2 separate regions of the Sus scrofa genome follow, and region 2 is linked to region 1. Evidence: chromatin contacts called from public HiChIP or PLAC-seq data. All regions are on one chromosome and are shown on one strand. The core of a region is the stretch at or near the end of the contact, and the rest is flanking DNA. Distances in the headings are between cores, read along the strand shown. Region 1 overlaps C10H9orf3 (aminopeptidase O). Region 2 overlaps C10H9orf3 (aminopeptidase O).

Region 1 (6,174 bases), core at 1,823-4,322:
TTTTGAACCACGTAAAAACTATTTCCTCTCTGCCCTTAACTAGAACACCATTTTTACTTATCCAGTATGAAAACTCAGGAATATGGGTGATCTTGTGTGTGTGTGTGTGTGTGTGTGTGTGGTGTATGTGTGTGTATAAAATAATACATACATGCACATATAATCATATACATATACAACCTTTTTTTAATGGAATAATGTAATGAACTTACAGTTTTTATAATGGAGGGAGACATGGTTCTAGTTCCATTACATGCTCTTTAGTTTTTGGTATACATTTTCAAGATTTATATGGTAAAGAAGGAAATCTGAAAGTTGCTTCATGTTTCTGCTAAACTACCATGTGTTTACCTAAGGTTACGTGGTTTCTTGAGTATTTGTCTAGGCTAAATGACACTTTCTGTCATATGCATGCCGTAAATAAAAAGATCTAATAAAACTATGATAATGTTTTGTTAAAATAGGCGCAGTTTTTATCATTCACCATGTGTATATGTACATTAAATCATCACATTGTACACCTTAGAAAAACATACGGTGTACACCCTAAAAAGGTAAACACAGTTTTGATCTGCTCTTAAATATAGAAATGACATGGAAAATAGGGCTTAATGAGGCCCCAGAAAGCAGAGTCTTTGGGGATACACTGTAAACCTTGAGGTTTTGGAGTTCCCGTCGTAGCTCAGCGGAAATGAATCTGACTGGTATCCATGAGGATTCAGGTTTGGTCCCTGGCCTCGTTCAGTGGGTTAAGGATCCTGTGGCGTAGGCCTTGAGCTGTGGTTTAGGTCACAGACCTGGCTTGGAGCCTGTGGTGTAGGCCTGCAGCTGCAGCTCCAATTCGACCCTTGGCTTGGGAACCTCCATGTGCCATGGGTTCGGGCCTAAAAAGACAAAAATAAGTAGATAAATAAACCTTGAGGTTTTACCAGAGTCAAGTCAGCAGCCTTCCTGTGTTTCAGACAGCGGCTGGAAGTGCCCAAGTTACCCTTGATTTGCTGTCTTCGGTCTGAACGTTTGGGTGTAATTTCTCAAAAGCTGCACGGCATCTTCACGGGCTGTTCGTTTTTGCCCTCAGCTTCTTCCAGACCAGCTGCTCTTGCTTCTGGAGCATCTCTTAGAGCAGACGACCTTGAACCCTCGAACCCTGCAACGCCTTGAGCGGACATACCACCTCCCGGAGCAGGATGCAGAGGTAACAAGGAACGCCCTCGACTTAAATTGTGGGCCCTCCCCGTGGGTGAAGAATGATGGTCCCCTTGAGTCCCCACCTGTTGGAACTGCTCTTCCATTAACCACACCCGTGCTGTGTGCTTACCAGTGAAGAGCCGTACTTGAGGCATAGGGTGAACTGCTTCTCTGGGGGTGCTTGCTCCAGTGGGGGGCCTCTGATCCCGGTCATTGCCAGGGCATGAGGTCCTGAGTTTTTCCCCCTCTTTCTTCTTAAATCACCAAGGTGGACAGACGCCTCTTCAAGGAATGCATAGGCGGGTTGAATTGAGTGTTTTTGAATTGTGAACTCAGGCGGGTCATCTTATGCACGATGGTGGTGCCGTCCTGTTGCATGCTTAAGGAAACTTGGCTCAGATGTGCCAGTGCTTCTTGGTAGCATTCAGTTAGGACAGGAAAGGAGCCATGTGGAAAGGAAATGAAAACTAAAGCTAACAGCCGTGGTTTGAAAAGCAAAATTGGATGCTTATGGGAAAGCAATTTGACGTGGTCCTTAATATCTTTTAGCTTATGGTGAAGAATGCAGTGTGAATCCTAAGACAAGTTGCAGGGTTTTTTAAACCTGGAAAATACTATGCAGTGTATTTAGTCATCTGAAGTAAAGACTTAAGCACGCAGTCAGAAAAGCTGTTTTATATAGAACTCCTAAAACGCAGGTAAGTTGGATTTGTGTTTAGAGAATTACTGAATATGTAAAAACTGTGCAGTTCATGATGGCAGCCGTCAGGCACATGTGGCCGTTGAGCACTTGGTATGTGGCTGCTTCACATTGAGAGATGCTATGAAATGCATGGTGGATATTGAACCCAGAGGATAGAAAGAGGAAGCAAAATACCCCAGTAATTTTTTCTTGTTGATCGCCTTGTCAAAATGATACTTTAGACTCCGTGGGTTAAATATTATTCAGATTAATCTTGCCATTGTTAAAAGGGAGTACATCGAGAAAAGCCGGCTTGTTGTTAGGTTAAAAGATGGTAAGATGGACTTTGTTATACATTTTTAAGCCCTTAACGTAAAATTTAGGATTTAATGTAAAAAAGAGAGAGAAGACATATGTAGTTTTTTTTTTAACCCATCTGAGCATAGATGAAATGTGCAACTGTTACTGTTTACTTCAGCTCTTTATATTTTTGTTTATAGGAGTTTCCAAATGCCAGCCTGTTATTTTTAATTAGTGTTTAAAGGAGGGCTCTATTTATAGGCATGAGGTTATGCTTTAATCAGAGCTGAATACCACTGAAATGCCAGGCCTCAGTGACGGGCAGGCAGTGGACAGACGGAGGCGGGAGGATCAAAGCAGGTGCCGGGCACCTGTCCCTCCTCGTCCAGAAGCCGGGAGGTGGGAGACCCTGTTTCCCCCGCCCCCACCCCTTCCTCTTGGCATAAACATAAAGCACATCCTGTTCTTAACTTACAGCTCAACTTGCTTGTTATATATAACTTCTTAAACCTTTGAGAAATACAACAAGTTTTATTTTGGTTGCTTGTTTTTCAATCTCACAAAATATACCACGATGCCCAAAGCCTGGGCAGTCTCTTCAGATGTGGTTCTTTGGTGATGAGAGACTGAGGCCTGAGGAAAGCTCTGCTCGGTTTGAGTAGCTAGCGTGCCCAGCATTCGTGCGGTTCACGGATGCTTAACTCTGCCAGGCACCAGGGATGCAGCAGTGGCGAGGGTCAACCTCAGGAAGTTTGTATTTTGGAAAGACAGCTCATACGTAAATGAACAGGACAGCCTCAGATAAAGAGCAGCAAAGGAGAGTACTGGTGACATGGGCTGGGTGTCTCCAGGTAGAGTGCAGGAAAGGCCACAAAGAGAATGTGACATTCGAGCCAGCACCTAAGGACAGGAATGAGTTGGCCATGTAAAGCCAAGGGTCAGGGCTGGTTTCCATACGGAGGTGACAACAGGTACAGGAGTCTGAACATGGCATAGGGGGTCAGCCAAGTTTTTCTGTAAAGGAGCAGATTTTGATAGCTTAGGCCGTACAGTTTCTGCCACAACTAACTAGTCCCCTCTGCTGCTGTGGCTCCAAAGCTGCCGTGACAGCATGTACACGAACAGACGTGCCTTGTTTCAGTAAAGGTGTTTATGGTCCCTGAAACTTGAATTTCATATAATTATCACATCTCAAGATAATTCTTCTTGGTGCTGTTCCTTTTTAAAACTATTCTAAGACGTCCACCCCACTCCTACTAGCTGTGGGCCCGTTTGGCCTGCCCCCTCTGGAGCTGGTTGACCCCTACTTTGGGACCTCGGGTTGAGGTCAGGGGGGCACAGGGCCCAGATCAGGGGAGGCCCTGAGGCCTGACCATGTGCCACTGCCTTGCCCCTTCCCAGGCCCTCTGGGGCCCCGGCATGTGGTCAGTTACACTGACGGCTTAGCTCACTGTGAGGTTGCCTTGAAATGTCACTCAGAACCAGAAAAGCAACAGGATTTTGACCAACCAGGGTGTTTTCTAGAAACTTTATTAGTTAAATGTGATTTATTGTGACACTGATTAGCAGGAATTTTGTTGACTAGCCATCTGCCTTTATCTTAAGTGACAGAACATTTCATGGGAGAAAGATTTGTTATTTGGTGGAAAAATGAGGATTCTGACTCTGTTCTAGGTGCTGCTTCTTGACCAAACATAGCAGGATCGTCCCTTTCAGTTGTTATCAGAGCTTGCTAATGTGGAATAAATAGTAGTCATTTGAAACATGGCTGAAGATACTGGCATGTGGCAGGTTGTGTGTGGAGTGGTTGCAGTGGGACGTGGCCCTGGAGCTATTTTGCTGGCAGGGAGCAAATGCGAGTTAAGGCCCCAACACCCTGTTCAGGGTGCTGCCCCAGGCGCCGGGACTGTGCTGTTGAATTGGGCGTCTGTGCGCAGCAGCCGGGAGTGCCCCTGGCAATGGGGGCTTTATTCCTCATCCTTAAGAGGTACAGAAAGGCTCCCCTCACTCTTCCCAAAAGCACAGATGTGAAGTCACTTTTCGAGAGGGCGAGGCCACCCCTTCCCTAGCTCGTCTAAGCCCCTCATTGCCCAGCGCATCGCTTATTGGCAAAACGGCATGTTCTGGAAAGTACTGGGAGCCTCCGTGGTGCAAGAAGCCTGCGCTAGGGTGGCCCCCGATCCTTCTTTCTGTTCAGTAGTCATTTTAGCGTCTTTGCCATCACCTCCCCCCTGCCCCTGTCCCCTCCCATCTTCCTTCTCAGTGGTGGTGGTGGGGGAACTGACACTGGCCCCCTGGGAGGTTTATTTTAATTCTTTCATTCTTTTATTTTATTTGATTCTTTCTGTGTTGCTCCACATTTGTATTAGTTGTGTTGCTTTTGTGTATCAGTTGTGTTCCCGGGATGTCTGTTCTGTTGGTCAGGATTTCTGAGCATGATGACCAGCTTGATGGTGATGGTGACCAGCTGTTGGCATGTCAGGGGCACAGAGTTGCTGATGTGCCTGCCTTGTGGGTGGTGGGAATACACAGGTCTGCCCCGTGTGTTCAGAATCTTAAAGGAAAAATGCGTGAGCGCAAATATCCTAAGCCGGGCACAGTAACACGTGTCCTCTCAGGCCATTTTGTGCCTTGCCTCTTGGGTGGCACTCTTGTCTGAAAAGAAGGTCGCTGGAGAAGGAATATTTGCATTCCTTAGCCTAGAAACCAACACTTAACTACAGGAGTCAACCGTGTGCCACCTCTGGAGTCAAACCTCCAGCCATATCCTGGGCTGCTCTCCCAGGTGAGAAAATGGACTGAAGGAAACTTAGTTCATAGAAATGCATCGTCTGTAGTTTCTGAGCAGATCGGTTCAAATAGAGAGCCATAAAGGTTTTTAAATATTGGACAACTGATTCTTGGAACAGAAGCTGTTTTCTGAAACCCTTTTAAAAATGAGTTTCAGCAAGTCTCTTAAGCTGTAAAAATAGCTCTCCCATGGTACTGGGGTGAGGCTTCTGTGCAACTTGGCCCTGTGACCTTTCTTCCTCAAGAGCCCCATGCCTGACCTTGAAGCAACCTTATTTCCACAGACTCCGGTGGAACATTTCGAAACTGGGACGCCTCAGATGAATGTTCAGAAAATCCAGAAACAAACAGGAACTCACCGCCTCATCTGGCTTAGATGGGAGTGGTGCGTGTTAGTCAGAAAAGTCCCCGTGGTGCCATGCTCTGCTCTGATGTCTCAGTTGGTAGGTTGAGCCAGAAGATTAATTTTCAGGGAGAGGCCACCATCAGCACCAGGTCATCCCCTCCCAGTATTGGGGGAAGATGTGTTGGTTGAAAGGAAGAGACCCCTTAGGTGAGTTTGGGGTCGAAAGAGTGGGTGCTGCATCTGTCTTCCCCTGGCACCCAGTCTCTGCTCACGGCTACCACTCTTCCTGGTACTGGCTGAGTCATTGACCTAGCAACAAGCTGAACTTGGTCCCAGGTCCCCAAATGGCTGGTGGCCACTTAAAAGTCACGTACCTTCAGGAGCCCCATTTTCCTTGTCTGCATGGCAGTGGCCTGGACTGGACTGCTGGCTCTCAGCAGAGAGAAAGAGAAGAAAGTAGTGTTAAGAGCACTTGGGCATCTGGTCACAGAATTCTTGATCTGGGGGCTTGGGAGAGTTTTTTTTTGGGGGGGGGATGGTGCTTTAAATCAAGTTATCTCAACCTGGCATTTTGGACATAGGAGCAGATAATTCTTTGGGGCGGGAGCTCCCTGTGCATTGTAGGATATATTGCATCCCAGGCCTTTTTCCATGAGATGCCAAAAGCATCCTCTCCCTGCTTCCTTACCCCAGTTTTGGCAACTGAAAATGCCTGCAGACATCGCTAAACGTCTCCTGGGAGATAGAGTCATCCAGGTTAAGAACCAGTGCTCTAAAGCAGCAATTGACCACAAAAGGCAACTTTTTCGTCTCATCTAAAAAAGTCTCTGAACCCAGAGTGGTTAGAACCCAGAGTGGAATGGCTAGA
Region 2 (6,174 bases), core at 2,308-4,807, 260 kb before region 1:
GCCAGGGATCGAACCTGCCTCCTCATGAATACTGGTTGGGTTCATTACATCTGAGCCGCAATAGGAACTCCTCCAAAATGGAAATTTAAAAGGATGAAAAAAAAATGACAAAAGGAAGTTCTAGCATTTCTCCCTGCACCCCATTGTATTGGCTAGTACCCCGGGGGTCTCTGCACCCACGTGGGCCCCCTCATGGAGACTGATACCATGGGTTTGGGGTGCTGACTTGGCATCTGGAAAGCTGACATCCACCCAGATGATTCTGCTGCAGGTATTATTTGGGGTGGCGGGGGGGAATGCTGTGAAGGCATCTCTGGGTGGGTATGTACCTCCTGGGAAGCTGTCACAGACTCTGCACCCCGCCGCCTTCTCTCAGGTGAGCGTGTTAGACTGAGGAAAGAGGACACGAAAGGAGTTCCTTGGTGAGGCTCCCTGCTTGCCAGGATCCCTGGCAAGTCACTGAGTCTCCCTGGCCTAGTTTTCTTTTCTGGAAAAGTCAGAGGCTGATTTTGAATCGCCTGCAGCGTATCTTAGAGCCTTAACCTTCTTTGATTTGATGAGGTTTGGATTTTCTTTTGAAGAGGAGTGGGAGTGGCTCTATTTCATTGAGTAATTTACATACACGTATATTTTCTTTTTGATGTAAGGGCTAGTTAGATCATAAGCCTGTGATTTTCTTGTACTGGGCACCTGGGCAGCAGTAGGCGTTTAAATTTTAGGCCCATAAGCTCAAGGTTCAGAGGGCCTCTCTTACTTCTAGTTAATTGCAAAATAAACAGATCTCAAGGGCAGGGGCCTTTTCCTTTCATAATAGCCGCCTCTGCTCTGTACACCATGCATGCAAAACAGCATTTCCAAATGCTGCATCAGGAGCACGCTTCAGCCGGCAATTTATGGCTCAGACCCCCCCCTCTTTGTCCCCTCTGAGTTAGAAGCCGACTCGTTCCCCCACCCCCTCATTTTTTTAGCCTCCAGATATCTCCATTTGCAAGCTAATACGTTGCGTGTACATATGTTTGAACAGTTGTCAGACTTGTCTGTTGCTCAAACTGTGCTTTGGTTTAAAATAAACAACAACAGAAAACTCAGGGGGGTGAGGGGGGTGGGGTGGGGGATGGATGAAGACATTTCAGTTTAACCTGCAGGTGGTGTTGTTTTGACCTTGACAGTCAGCTTGAAACGACCTGTCAAGCACCTTTGTGTGCTTCTGGGGCCTGCCCACCTGGAAGATATTATGTCACCCAAGCTCGATGTGCCCCAGCAGCCAGGCACCAGGTCCCTGGATTTAGTTTTCATCGATGGAGGGTTAATGCCTGCATGGCGGGACTCGACTGAGAGGGGCCCAGCTACAAATGCTGTTTTCACTTAATTTGGATTTCTCTTCTCCCTTGGCCTAACGCTCCCCTCTCTTAGGCTCCCCCCACTCCCCTCCCCCACCCCCCACCCCACCCCCAGATTCCCTCTGCCCCCAATCAGTCTTCCCTGCTCCTTCACCCCCTCCACTTGGCTTCAAACCCTTTCTTCCTGGCTTTGATATCGCCTCCTCAAAGAGCTGCAAGCAATCAGTCGATTATAGACCCCAGAGCTCAGCAAGGCACCCCTCCTGGTAGGTGGCTCAGGCCCCGCTCCCCAGGCCACCACAGGAAATGGGACCCAGAAAACCTGCCAGGCTCCAGACCCTCCACCCCAGCCCCTGTGCCTGTTCTGGTAACCAGATCCCCGGGATTGGGGGTGGGGTGGAGGTACTTCCTCAGCTTAAGTGGTATCTGGGGACACAGACCACTTCAGGAATGATTCTGACCTTTCCTATATGGTCCAAGGCCATCTCTGTTGCATCGGTTTGAATTTTGTCTTTTTTTTTCCTTTTTTTAGGGTCACATCCATAGCATATGGAGGTTCCCAGGCTAGGGGGTCCCATTGGAGCTGCAGCTGCCGGCCTGCACCACAGCCACAGCAACTCGGGATCTGAGCCACGTCTGTGACCTACACCATGGCTCACAGCAACACCGGATCCTTAACCCACTGAGCAAAGCCAGGGATCGAATCCGAAACTTCACGGTACCTAGTTGGATGTGTTTCCACTGCGCCACGATGGGAACTCCTGAATTTTGTCTTTTTGAACTTTGAGTCTCTCCCCTGCCTTCCAAGGCCGTCCAAGGTAGTGCGCCAAGGTTGGGGCGAGGAGAGTGAATGGACAGGTGATTCAGCCTCATGCCTTCCAGTGCTTGGATGGTCTCAGGTGACATGAGGAGGCAGATCATAGCTCTCTACTCAGGGAACCCCTCTTCCTTGCTTCCATGTCTAAGGCCCCAATTTGCTGAAGGAAATCTCTACTGTATTTCTGAAGGTAGAGACAAGAGAGGGTGCTTGTTCTCAAGACCAAATAAATGTCCATCTTACCATTCTATACCACCTCCTCCAATGTCTGACAGGAAATAGGCCCTGGTCTAGACAGTCACCCTTCCCATGTTGTCACCACCACCACCAGCCACGTGGGCTTCCAGAGGTGCCTGGAGCAGACGGTCTCTGCTGGCCCTCTGGATGGCTCTCTGAGGTCTCACTCGGGACCTGGGAGGCACACCAGTACTAGCCAGCCTGTCCCCTCAGACCCTAGGACCTCTCCCAGGCCAGGACAGCACATCACACTCCCTCTGCCACGGGACACAAACCACTTACGCGTCATAACCCCTGCCCCAGAGGCTCCTCTGTGCTGGAATCCTGGCCCAAGTCTTTCCCTGGGATGTCCTGGTTGGAATGAAGGGTGGAGCCAGCCTAAGAAGAGGAGGTGCGGTGTCAGGGCAGCTGGTCTATGTTTCCAAGCACCAGGGGGATCCTGGTCTCTGAGAATGTAAGTGAAGCCGAAATACAGGTGACAGATGGTCTTCACTTGTGTGCCCCTGACCTTCCCATGGGTCTGTGGTCCTTTTATTTGGCCCAGACTAGTTGAGCTGCGATTGTGACATTACCAACCAGGGCCCTGAATAATTTATATGGGCTCCTTCTTCTTTGTCTTTACAAACATAAGCATCCTTAGACCTTAGGATTGAAAAACAGGAGTCAGTGGCTTTGAGCCACACTGGATGCTTTCCATACTAGCCTTCTTTTTTTTTTTTCTTTCTTTCTTTTTTTTTTTTTTTTTTTTTTTTTTTGGTCACACCCACAGCATGCAGAAATTCTGGGGCTAGGGATCAAACTCACACCATGAAGCAACCCGAGCCATAGCAGTGATAACATTGGATCCTTAACCTGCTGAACCACAGGGAACTCCGTAGTTTTCCTTCTTTAGTGATGACACCATCTAATTCCTTACAGGTTGGAGTGTCTATATATGTATGTGTAGATATTATATATAGTCTCTCATTTGATCCTCACAAACAAGCTCTCCAACCCCTCCCACGGCCCAGTTGTTACAGGCTCCCCATAGTTTCCCTCAAGACTAGCCCTGTTGTGGCAGCTCTCCCCAGCTTGTCTGAGATCTGGAATCCCTGTTACCAAGGCCTCTGTACCCAGCCCCTCCCATGATTTGCCTCCTTTCTGCTCAGCCAAGTAGTTTATCTTGCAGGGCGATAAGTCCCAGCAGGTGCTGACAGCTGGGATCGGGGCCTAGGCTTCTGTGACTCTTGGCCCCTGAGGCATAGGGCAAGTGGATCCTAATGATGGGTTGTTTGCTTGAGCTGAGTGATAGAAACCTGCAGACCCACGCATGGGTTGTGAGCTAAGCAAGAGCAGGCCCTACGCACCAGGTGCACTCAGTGTCTTCTCATGTCATTTGTTTCCCCTTGGTTAGCCTTTTGATCTGCCATGCTGTTACTGCCTCTTCTGCAGAGGCTGTGCCTATCCTTATGACGCTTGGGACACTGTATGAGATTGGAAAGAGAGCCGTGACTTTGCATCAGAAAGACCAGGTGCTAATGCAATGGTGCTGTTGACTACTGTGACGCCCAGTGCAGTTACTCGGTTGTGAACTCCCTGCTCCCTCCAGGACTCTTGGGCACATTAGATAAGATCATGTGTAAAGTGCCTGCTGCCTGGTAGGTCCTCAGCAAATATCGCCCCCATATTTCAGTAGGCTTGGAGAAACTGGGTAGTTTTCTGGGTCAAAAACCACCTAAGATTTGTTGCTTATTAGTGTGAATTACAAACTTTAAGGTCCCTACCAACCCAAAATGTCCAAGATTCTCTGAAATAATAGCTGCAGGGAGAAGATAAAAATAAGTATGATATGTTACCATAGCAGTAGAAACACATGAAAAGTTTGTTTCATTGAGTTACTGAGTTCAGATTACTCAGATAGTACAGATGGAATTTGTCAAGTCACTGAAGGAGCATTTGAGAGTAGCAACTATATTCTGATTAGGTTTTCCTTCAAGGATGCAGCTTGACCTTTAGTAGTTTAAATATACATGTTAACTTTTCTTCTCTTCAAAAGAAAGTTGAAGAAGGCAGCGGTATAAAACCAATGGGCAGTTTTGGTCTAGGTCAAATACATTTCTTAGTTGCTTTTTCCATATCTAATAACCTCACCTGGATTCAGCTGAACCATCCAAGCTCCTCTGGGGCTTTGGGTCCACCAGACAAAGCTCTGTGACCTTGACCTCTGTTCCCATCACTCTGGATCCAAGATAGAGCCATGTCCACTCCTGAAGCAACTACCTCTGGTCTGTTGTCTGTATTAGACATTATCTGATCTGTGCTTGAAAGGACCACTTGATGGAAACTTCCAAAAGAACCCTGTATTGCTGCTTCTGAATGGAGAGGCTTAGAGTGGGAAATAAAGCCAGGATGGAGGGGACAAGCAGCAGCAGGGCCAGGTGTCCTGCCCTACTCTCTTTTGATGACCAGCCCCACTGGATAGCCTTTCCAAGGTCCCTCTCCCAGAAGTACACACAGCATTTTGTAAATAGCACTGCCTATGTTGGTTGAGATAATCCTGTGGACCAGAATGGGAATGGCTCAAGATGCTTTTGCAAAGGAATCAACCTTTAAAGCCTTTGAATAGCGTTTCTTTAGTAAAATTATTTTCTATTTTTCTTCCCCACCTCTGCTCCCATCTACCTCATTCCTCTCATTCCTTATATACTTTTATTAGCTTTTTGTATAACCTCCTGTGTTCTGTTAGAAAAAACAAAATTTGACTGAGTAAATGTGAAGATCTCATTAGCTTTATTCAGTGATTCATGAATTGGACAGCAAGTAGAAAGGTGCTCTAGGGAGCTGTACAAAATGGAACAGAAGAAAGGGTTGTTTCAGGCAAAATCACCTTCCCTATGGAAGAAGGGGGCAACTATCATGCAGATTACCTCACTAATGTTGATTAGAAAATTCCACTCCTGGGGGAAGCTGAAACTGCAATTAGATTAGGTCGTAGGTTCTGCTTTGCTGATGTGGGGCTTAGCACATGTAACTCCATTTGGAGCCTGTTGTTTCTTTAAGAGTCTCTTCATGCAGATGCAATAATAAATAGCCAATAAAACTATGTAGATTACCCCTCCTCCTTTTTCTTATACAAAAAAAAAAAAAAGGCTGAGTACACACCCTGCTTATACTATGCTTTTATCACTTCACATTATGTCCTTGATTTCTTTATATTATTAGGCCTTAGAGAGTTTTCTCATTTTTTAAATGATTTTTATTTTTTCCCTTATAGTTGGTTTACACTGTTCTGTCATTTTTCTGCTGTACAGCGAAGTGACCCAGTCTCTCTCTCTCACATACACACACACACACATATATATACATTCTTTTTCTCACATTATCCTCCATCATACTCCATCACAAGTGACTAGATATACTTCCCAACACTATGCATACAGCAGGATCTCATTGCTTATCCATTCCAAATGCAATAGTTTGCATATATTAATCCCAGACTCCCAGCCCATCCCACTCCCTCCCCCGAGTTTTCTCATTTTTTAATTTTTTCCAGATCTTTTGAATTTTTCCCAGTGTTTTACTTTATAAACAGTGTTGCATGAGCGCATTTGGTGCATTCTAAAGAGTCAGTACCTTGCACAGAGAGTCTGTTAAGTTGCCTGCCATCTTGTGGGAAGTGGGAGTGTGCCTGCATCTCCTTTGTCCCCCACTTTATACATGGAAACACATGCAATTTCAGTTTGGGGGAATTTCCAAAGCAATCGAACATCAGCACGTGGGCATGGCTCACCAAGACTTGAA

Evidence for each region. HiChIP or PLAC-seq counts read pairs in DNA pulled down with a chosen protein or histone mark.
Region 2: a contact with region 1 is called in an H3K27ac HiChIP or PLAC-seq map of skeletal muscle. The contact joins two enhancer-like sites. A contact is called at or near these places in 2 of 2 datasets of contacts at active chromatin or transcription factors (alveolar macrophages and skeletal muscle).

Annotation. Positions count from the first base shown.
Region 1 is chr10:27,098,324-27,104,497 of Sscrofa11.1, reverse strand. C10H9orf3 (aminopeptidase O) reads left to right here. Exons shown (of 19, transcript XR_002336299.1): 15 at 1,079-1,195. Among named protein-coding and RNA genes, the nearest start is that of MIR23B, 21 kb to the right of the region's middle. Within about 2 kb of position 3,072, at least 13 of the 83 cell types and tissues checked have an H3K27ac peak or open chromatin away from gene starts, as enhancers often do. A contact at or near this core is called in skeletal muscle, where this site is marked.
Region 2 is chr10:27,362,269-27,368,442 of Sscrofa11.1, reverse strand. The region is part of intron 5 of C10H9orf3 (aminopeptidase O); the gene reads left to right. Among named protein-coding and RNA genes, the nearest start is that of C10H9orf3, 110 kb to the left of the region's middle. Within about 2 kb of position 3,557, at least 10 of the 83 cell types and tissues checked have an H3K27ac peak or open chromatin away from gene starts, as enhancers often do. A contact at or near this core is called in skeletal muscle, where this site is marked.